Regions from separate parts of the Mus musculus genome. Here regions 1 and 3 are each linked to region 2. A link is a contact called in public HiChIP or PLAC-seq and promoter capture Hi-C data. All regions are on one chromosome and are shown on one strand. The core of a region is the stretch at or near the end of the contact, and the rest is flanking DNA. Distances in the headings are between cores, read along the strand shown.

Region 1 (2,765 bases), core at 232-2,731, 1.1 Mb before region 2:
AATGAAAATATTTAGTCTTAGAATGCATTATCAGAATAGGCCTCCAGGATGGAAATAGTTCCAAGTGATGAATAAACAAAATACAGTATATTCATATAATGGAATATTATTTATCCATAAAAAGGGATGACAATGTACTATATACTATAACTCAGACAAGCCTCAAAGTAATCTAAATGAAAGAGACCGGTCCAAAGGGCCACATACCATATGATTTTATTTGTATGAATCGCCAGAAAAAGGCAAATTTATGGGGATGTCAATCAGAATAGAGGCTACCTAGATCCTGAAGTTGAAGTGAGAATCATTCATCAATAAGAACTAGACTACTTTTTACTCATTTTTTATGTGTGTGAATGTAGTACATGTGTGCCAAAGAAAGTGTATGGAGGTCTGAGGACAACTTTTGGGAGTCCGTTCTCACCTTCTGCCATGTGTAAGGCAGGGTCTTGCTTGTTGCTACTGCTAGACTATATAATTCAAGGTGTCTAGTCCAGGAGTTCTAGCCAATTTCCTGTCCTCACCTCTTATGTCACTGTTGCAGGGTAGGGCTGACAGATGCACACTACAGATCCTGGCTTCTGGCATGGATTTCAAGGAATCTCAGGTAGCTAGGTTTGTGGGCAAATGTTTCTCTATTCACACTACTTAAGGACTGAGAATTCCTTTGTGTCCTGTGAGGGACCCACCCCGCACTGAGCAATGTTCCTTAAAGTGGAACTTTCTCCCCATTCACGCCCTGCTGCTCACCAGGGGGTGTCACTCCCGCTGAGACCCAGGGCTTTCACCATAGCCCCATGGTGTTCTGAAAGGTATCTGATCCATTTCTTACTTTAAAAAGTGATACGATTGATGCTTGAATGGTAGGTCCAGATCCCAGGACCAAAGAGACTGAAAGCCAGCCTGGTCTACATAGTGAGGGTTTGCACAGTGAGACTGTCAAAAACAAACAAACAAATAAACCTCCAACAAAATTGTGTGAATCTGTTCTTCCAAGGGAGGAATGAGGAAGCTGCAGGAAGGGAATGACGGGATTCCCCACTCACCACTCCACTACATCCTCTACCAACCTGCCAAGAAATACCTGCCATCCCCTGGAGTCTTACCAGTCCCCTCACCCACAGTTCCAAGACCTCCGTCTGGCCTCCATCCCCAGCCTTGAGAGTTCTTCTGACAGAATGCCCTTTCCCCAGCACTACCTCCTCAGTCGCGTTGGTCCGCTAGCCTCATCACCTCCTCACACAAAAGTGGTTCTGGAGTGGCGAGACCCCTGAATACGGTCCGCATGCACCTACTCTCACAAATGTTTTTAGCGCAACGAGTCACGGGATCCACACTGACCTGTCGCGGCAAGAAAGTCCTCGAACGACAACAAGCGCCCGCTTCGCGTCTGAAGCTGATTAAGGCTGGGCCCACGTGCCCCTCGACCCGGCCCCGCCCACACCGGCTCCGCCCATCGCCAGGCCCCGCCCACGGCGCGCAGCAGTTAGCTTGGCAACTGGCGCGAAAGAAGGGCCGCGGGAACACGGAAGGCGTGTCCGTGTGAGCGCTATGCGCGTGCGCCCGGAGAAGCAGGCCGGGTGAGGGGCTGTACCCAGGGTCTGAGAGGCGGAAGTGCAAGGGGCAGGGGTCCTGCCTGCTAGTTCCTCCCCACTTGGATTGCGCGATGCAGGCGAAGGGGGAGTTGGGGTCGCGGGGAAGTTGCCGCCCGGATCCGGGCCTAGTTGACTTGTCTGTGTATGTGTCCAGGGAGACATGGAATACTGTCTGGCGGCCGCGGCGCTGAACGGAGTGGACCGGCGCTCGCTCCAGCGCTCTGCTCGGCTGGGGAGGGAAGTATTGGAGCGCGCCAAGAGGAGGGCAGTGGACTGGCATTCTCCAGAGCGATCCAGAGGCAACGTGGGGGTCCTTTACCGCCAGGGCCCCTACCAGGAAAGATGGTCGGTCCCTGGTTCCCAGCGCCTCCTAGGAGAGGTGAGGCCGGGAGCTGGGGGACTGTCTAGTCATTCTCCGCCGCCACTGGGCGGGAGGAAGCCTCCCATGTCCAGAAGATGTAACGCATTGGAGCAAAAGTGGAAACGTTGTTTGGAAACTGCTTTTGACACGGTCTCGTATAGCCCAGGCTGGCCTTGAACTCTTGCCTACGATTTAGGTACTAGTATTAAAGAGGTTGTGTACAAGCACGGTGTGACCCAATTCTTTTTGAATAACAAAAGAATAGTAGTATTCTGCTTACTTATAACATAAAATTTCTTACCGGGTGTGGTGGTGCACACCATTAATCTCAGCATCCAGGAGGCAGAAGCAGACAGATCTCTTGAGTTCGAGATTAGCCTGTTCTACATAGCAAGTTTCAAGCCATCGTGTGTTACCTAGTGAAACCCTGTCTAAAGTAAATAAATACAATTCTTAGTGTGGTGCCAGAACTTGGGAGGTCGGGGCTAAGGATCAAGTACAAAGTCTTCCTAGTGTACATGTGATCTTGTCTCAAAAAATCATAAACAACAATAACAGTTCTTTCCCATTACTCAATAGTGAGTAAAGCCAGCCAACCAGTTATTTTAGTTCCTGGATAAATTGCACATCTAGTTTACAGAGTTGGATTTTTTTTTTTTTTTCTCAGCAAGATCCTTCTTACCAGTTTCAGCTTGCAGAAGCTTTCCTAAAAGTGAAAAAGGGCTATTTCTCAAATGATGTCCTTCTCCAGTAGGGGATTTGTAGGTCTCACCTATGACTTGCCATTTATTACAACAGAGAGAAGAAAG
Region 2 (2,790 bases), core at 114-2,613:
AGAAATCTCAATAAAATAAAATAAAACCTGAAAACCTATAAACAAACAGAGTACTGAGTAAGTGCTGGAGTTCTAATAGCACCAGTTGTTAATTTTCCTTATAGATTATCCATTCATCCTTTCATGGATTCTTGGAAAATTGGCAAGTATTATAGACAGCCTGACAAAGCACACACCAAGTAGTAAGTACACTCTGACTTAGAAAGAAAAATATTCTCTTTGCACCTTCTCTACCTTTTTAGAAAGAGAAATCAACTTCCTCTAGTTAAAAGAATTTAGATATATTCAGAGAATATCTATCCTATATGTCCCTTATATATATGGTTCCCTTACGCCAAATGACAAAGATAACATAGTCTTGAAAAACACAATCATGTTAAGACAGAAACCGAAACCAGCCAGCACAAAAGGGGTAAAACAAAATCCACGCAAGTCCTGAGGGCTCTGAATTCAGAAGGCATTACTTTTCAAGGACAACTATCAGGACCATTGGTCGGGTGACAGTTCAAGCCCAAGTAAAAGTCTAAAGGGTGAATTTCATTCTATAGCAAGCACGGTAAGGGGGTGTGGAAAAGATGGTCTTAGTTTGAGAAGCACGGATTAAAAGCAACTGGGAGTGTTACTGGAGCTACATGTACTCCAGAAGAAGGACAAGAAATGCTGGGCATCAGGAAATGGGGCTGGGTCGGAATATGAAGAATATGAAGGTAGGCTGGAGACAAATTGCAACAACAGTAACCCCACAGTTTTGTAATGAAACTGCACACAGAAGGCAACTTACCCTACAATTATGATTAGCAAGGAAACTTTTTTTTTAATGTCGGTCCTCAAAAGGTAGCAATTAGCTTGACAAGCAAGGGCCCGGGTGCACTGCCGGGGCGGGTTTAGTAGGAGGGCTGGCCGACACCACGGGCCCAGGCTCTCCCTCAGAAGCCTTGCCCTGTGGCCACCCTGCCGCCCTGGCCCCAGCACCCGCCCCTCAGCCCCTCCTTGGCGCACCTGCTCTGCTAACCAACAGCTAAACTGCTCAGTGCGCCAGCGCCAAGATTCAAAACCGCTCGAGCTGATCTCTGAAAGCTCTCCTCAGCACCACCGCGAAGGCGGACCCAGAGTCTCCACCGCCACCGAGAAGGCGGACCCAGAGTCTCCACCCGCCCAGGAATCGGTGCCCAAAGCCCGCAGCCGAGGCCCTGACAAGGGGCCCTAGCTCCTCTGAAGCCCGGTTTCACACCCTGGTGCTGCCCGGGCCTCCACTCCCTACTCCAGGACCGTGGAGTGGCTGGGAAGGGACACAGCGAAGGGGCGGCGCTGCAAGGCTCACCCAGTTCAAGGCATCGCTCTCCTCGCACCAGGGACACCGCCTCGGCTGCTGCTTAGCTAAACCCGCTAGGCGGCAGCGGCGCGGCCCGCAAACCAGTCGCACCTCAGTGACGTAAGGCCACGCCCTCGCGCGTTGCCTGGAGACGGAGCTCCACCCCCCCCTGTTGGCTTTGGAGGTTTTTGTAGCTCAAGGCTGCTGACACACACCTGTAGGCAAAATAGTCACATACATAGAAATCAATAAAATTAAATACTTTTGTAAAAAAGGACAAAAAAATGAAGAGGCAAGTCACAGGCTTTGGAAAAGCAAAATATATTTAACAAAGGACTTCTAATTAGAATACACAATTCTTACCCCTCCCCCCCCCAAAAAAAAAAAAAACAACAACAACAACAAAAAAACCCACAATTTTTTTAAATGGCCAAAGACTAGACTAGCCTTTTAGATTTATGGATAGCAAATAAGCACATGAAATGATGTCTGAGACCATTATGCAAATTAGAAGGGAAGTGAATTATCAATACAATACCACAGTGGCTAAAATGAAAAGAACTGTATTAAATATTGACAAAGATGCTGAACAAATCTGTTCAGATTGTCTGTTGGGGATGTAAAATGATACAATCATTGTGGAACGAGATTGTGGCCATTTCTTTAAAACCTAAGCACAAACATTCCAACCACATAGTCCAGTCATCCTGCTTCTAGAATAGATCCACATGAAGACTAGTACACCAACATCAGATACCTGATGTGGTGGTTTGAATGAAAATGGTCCCCATAGGCCCACAGGGAATGGCACTATTAGGAAGTGTGGCCTTGCTGCAATAGATAAGGCTTTGTTGGAGAAAATATGTCACTAGGGGTGGGCTTTGAGTTTTCAGATGCGTAGGTCAGACCCAGTGTCACTCTCTCTTCCTGCTGCCTGCTGATCCAGATGTAGAACTCTCAGCTACCTCTCCAGCATGTCTGCCTGTGTGCTGCCATGCTTCCCACCATGACTATTATGGACTAAACCACGGAATTCTAAGTCAGCCCCAATGAATTGTTTTCCTTTATACGAGTTTCTCTGATCATGGTGTCTCTTCACAGCAGTAGAAACCCTATGACAACATATCAACAGGTGAATGGAAAACAACTGAAATAAAGTCACACAATGGAATATTACTCAGCAATAATAAAGAATACATGATTGACACACTTAACAATGTGGATGAGCCTGAAATACTTAGGCTGAAAGAAGATAGACCTTCCAAAAAAATTTTCTAGAATAGCCCCCGCCCCCAGGAATCTTTAGTGGCAAAATCAGATCAGTGGTTGCTTAGCGGGTGGTGTCAGGTAGGAAACACTACAGTGTTAGAATGGGAACTAGAGGTGGCTGACTCAACGGTAAAACACTTGCCTAGCATGTTTAAGCCTTGGCTCAGACTCAAACACAAGTCCTCCAAACCTTCAAAGGGTAAGAAGAA
Region 3 (2,700 bases), core at 71-2,570, 1.6 Mb after region 2:
TCTAGGTTGCTTCCGGTTCTGGGATTTATCAGAACAATAGGAAGGAAGTTAAGACACACATTCTCATCACCAACATGCATGTCACTCATCAACACGTGCCTCTGGCTGAGAACAGACACTGCTGCCTAGCTGGGCACTAGATCACAACCTAGTGCCCAACTGCTGGACCGATTTCTCCAGCTCAGTTCAAAATCTTGCTCCCTCTGAGTCAGAGGTTCAGTCAGATTCCATCAGTGTGTGTAGTGTACATGTGGAAAGCCCTCCTCAGAGCAAGACAGCCACCATCTTCATCTAAGCAGATGTGAGAACTTGCGACCTCCCTTCCCACTCGACTCCTGACCTAGAGACCGACCCTGTTTATTGATGTTCCCTTATAGAAGGATGGAGCAGGGACAGTCACTGAATTTTCATCTCAATTCTGGCCACTCCCTCTTGTAACCCTACTAGGTCATTCTGTCCTAATTCCACGTGGTCACTGGAGGTGTTAGAGTAGTAGTCTGTTGAAGATTAGCTGAAGGGGATTCCATTTAGACAGTTAGGGGAAGTCATCCGCCCTGGGGTAGAAATTTGCAGTAGTGCAGCTGCTTTGGGGCCCGCCCACATTCCTGTAGGTGACTCCTTCCCCAGGCTCTGTAAGTCTGATAAACTCATTGGATCCCAAGCTTGATTTCAGGGAAAAGGTAATTTGGTGGTGGTGCTCTGGGAAGGAGACATAGATATTTGTTTATGCCCCATCACGGAAAGAGCTGTGGAAACAGTTATGTAACTCTTCCCGCTGGTGTATGACCAAGGTATCCTGAAAGAATGGGAAAGAGATGGTCAAGCCACAACTTAGGACGAAGAAGCACAGTAAAAGTACGCAGGACTCCTAAACATCTCCAGCATGAATCTTTAAAACTGCCTGGTGTGACTCCAGCGTCAGGTCAAGAGAGTCTGGAACTAATTCTATTGCTCTTGGCTAGATAGATGAGCGTCTGCCGTCGTGGACTTCCAGCTTTGTTTGAGTGTGGACAGGAGAAGGTGGAAGTCCGCAGATTCATGCAGAAGTTGAACGGGAAGTCTGTTGGGACCAGAGCCCATTTTAGATCCTTGACTTCTTTGTGAGACAAAAGTACTAACAGTATAGGAACCCATCCATGCAGGAGGTAGAGCAAGAGACCGCAGCAGCTGGGAAATAGGGTCACAGGGCTGATTCCCTGCGGATTCTGACGCGTGTGTGTGTGTGTGTGTGTGTGTGTGTGTGTGTGTGTGTGTGTATGCAAAGCAGAGAAGTGAAGGCTTCCAAGCTCCAGATAAGACCTCACGTCCCCCTAGCATGCACTTGCCCCTGCGTCTATAGCCCCCAGCAAGCGGCAAGCCAGGGCATCCTCGTAGCCAGGGCAGCCCTGGGCACGGGGGCCCCAGGCGCAGCAGCTCCTCGCAGGGCGGAGGGCGGCGCGAGGGAGGGAGCGAGGGACGGGAAAGGCGAGCGAGCTGCCTCAAATGCCTGGAATAATTCCGCTTCCGTTTGGAAAGCCGCAGCCTCAGTCCCGCCGCCGCCCGCCGCGGCCGCCCAGCTCCAGCTCCGCGTCCAGCCGCCATGGCCACATCCCCACAGAAGTCGCCCTTGGTCCCCAAATCACCCACTCCCAAGTCGCCTCCGTCCCGCAAGAAGGATGACTCGTTCTTGGGGAAACTCGGAGGGACGCTGGCCCGGAGGAAGAAAGCCAAAGAAGGTAGGAACAGCCGAGGCCGTGGGCGCTGCAGGGATCGGGAGCCTGGAAGTGGGAGACCCCCCTGGCAGTGCCTGGGCGCGCCTCTCAGTGTCCCCATGTCGCCTCCAAAGCCCTAACCGGGTCGGTGTCATCTCTGGTCCACAGGCGGAGCCCAGGCTTTGGGTGGCTGTTGTCCCAGAGCCCAGGCCCAGCCGGTCCCCTGTGCTCTCCCCTAGGCCGCTGTCCCCGCCCTCTGCGCGCCCGAGGACTGGCATTTGCCAAGTTTCTGCTGGAAAGTTTTCTCGGGCGCCGTCATTCCCCGCTCTCAGCCTTCATTGGTCTGTTGCGCCGTCGTTTCCTGGGCGCCTTCAGGTCTTTTGCTGCAGCTGCAATGGCCTCCTTGGATCTCTCGCGGGCTCCCTGGACTTGTGTGGACTTTGATGATCTGTATAAAATGTTAGTTGACTGACTGAGAGAAGAACGTGCCGAAGTTGGGGGGGGGGGGATTGAGGAATGGTGAGATAAACTCACTACACCTAAGGACTGTGACCCTGCTGTGAACCTGGACATTCCATTCCAAGTTTTATTTAAAGAAAAAGAAAAGATTTCTTTTTCCCACCACAGTGAATTGCAGCAATCTCATTTTTTGTTTCCAGAATAGTTTCTGTGGAAAGTACTTTTTCCCCCGTAGGCAGAATTTACAACTCACATTTGGGCGTAGGAAATGCAGTGATGATTCTAAAAATCAATGTGGCGATAGGTGTGTGAATAAAAAGGGGTTTAAAATGTTTTCCTCTTTGGCATGGCTGGGATTGGATTTAGAGGGCCTTAGGTCTACTGCGTGAGCACCGCGGTCTTATTCTTTCTCTTTTGAGACTCTTTAGCCTTGTGCTTAGTCTTGTGTAGCCCAGGCAGAACTTTGTGGTCCTCCTGCCTCGGCTTCCAAAGTATTTGGGATTACAGGCCTGCCCAGCTTGGTGTTAATTGATTGTTCTTTTCTGTGGTA

Evidence for each region. Promoter capture Hi-C pulls out the DNA fragments that hold promoters and counts their contacts. HiChIP or PLAC-seq counts read pairs in DNA pulled down with a chosen protein or histone mark.
Region 1: a promoter capture Hi-C map of pre-B cells shows a contact between it and region 2, with 4 times the contacts expected there. The contact joins the promoter of Akip1 here to the promoter of Rnf141 in region 2. A contact is called at or near these places in 1 of 39 promoter capture datasets (pre-B cells) and 1 of 484 Hi-C or Micro-C datasets (regulatory T cells).
Region 3: an HNF4G HiChIP or PLAC-seq map of pancreatic cancer cells shows a contact between it and region 2. The contact joins the promoter of Parva here to the promoter of Rnf141 in region 2. A contact is called at or near these places in 1 of 39 promoter capture datasets (liver) and 1 of 115 datasets of contacts at active chromatin or transcription factors (pancreatic cancer cells).

What each region holds. Positions count from the first base shown.
Region 1 is chr7:109,702,197-109,704,961 of GRCm38.p6, forward strand. It overlaps Akip1 (A kinase (PRKA) interacting protein 1), which reads left to right and starts at 1,482. Exons shown (of 6, transcript NM_020616.2): 1 at 1,482-1,580; 2 at 1,750-1,974; 3 at 2,755-2,765. The coding sequence starts at 1,756. It also overlaps a transcript of Denn2b not described here.
Region 2 is chr7:110,843,018-110,845,807 of GRCm38.p6, forward strand. Rnf141 (ring finger protein 141) reads right to left here and starts at 1,364. Exons shown (of 6, transcript NM_025999.3): 1 at 1,322-1,364.
Region 3 is chr7:112,426,386-112,429,085 of GRCm38.p6, forward strand. It overlaps Parva (parvin, alpha), which reads left to right and starts at 1,321. Exons shown (of 13, transcript NM_020606.5): 1 at 1,321-1,715. The coding sequence starts at 1,580.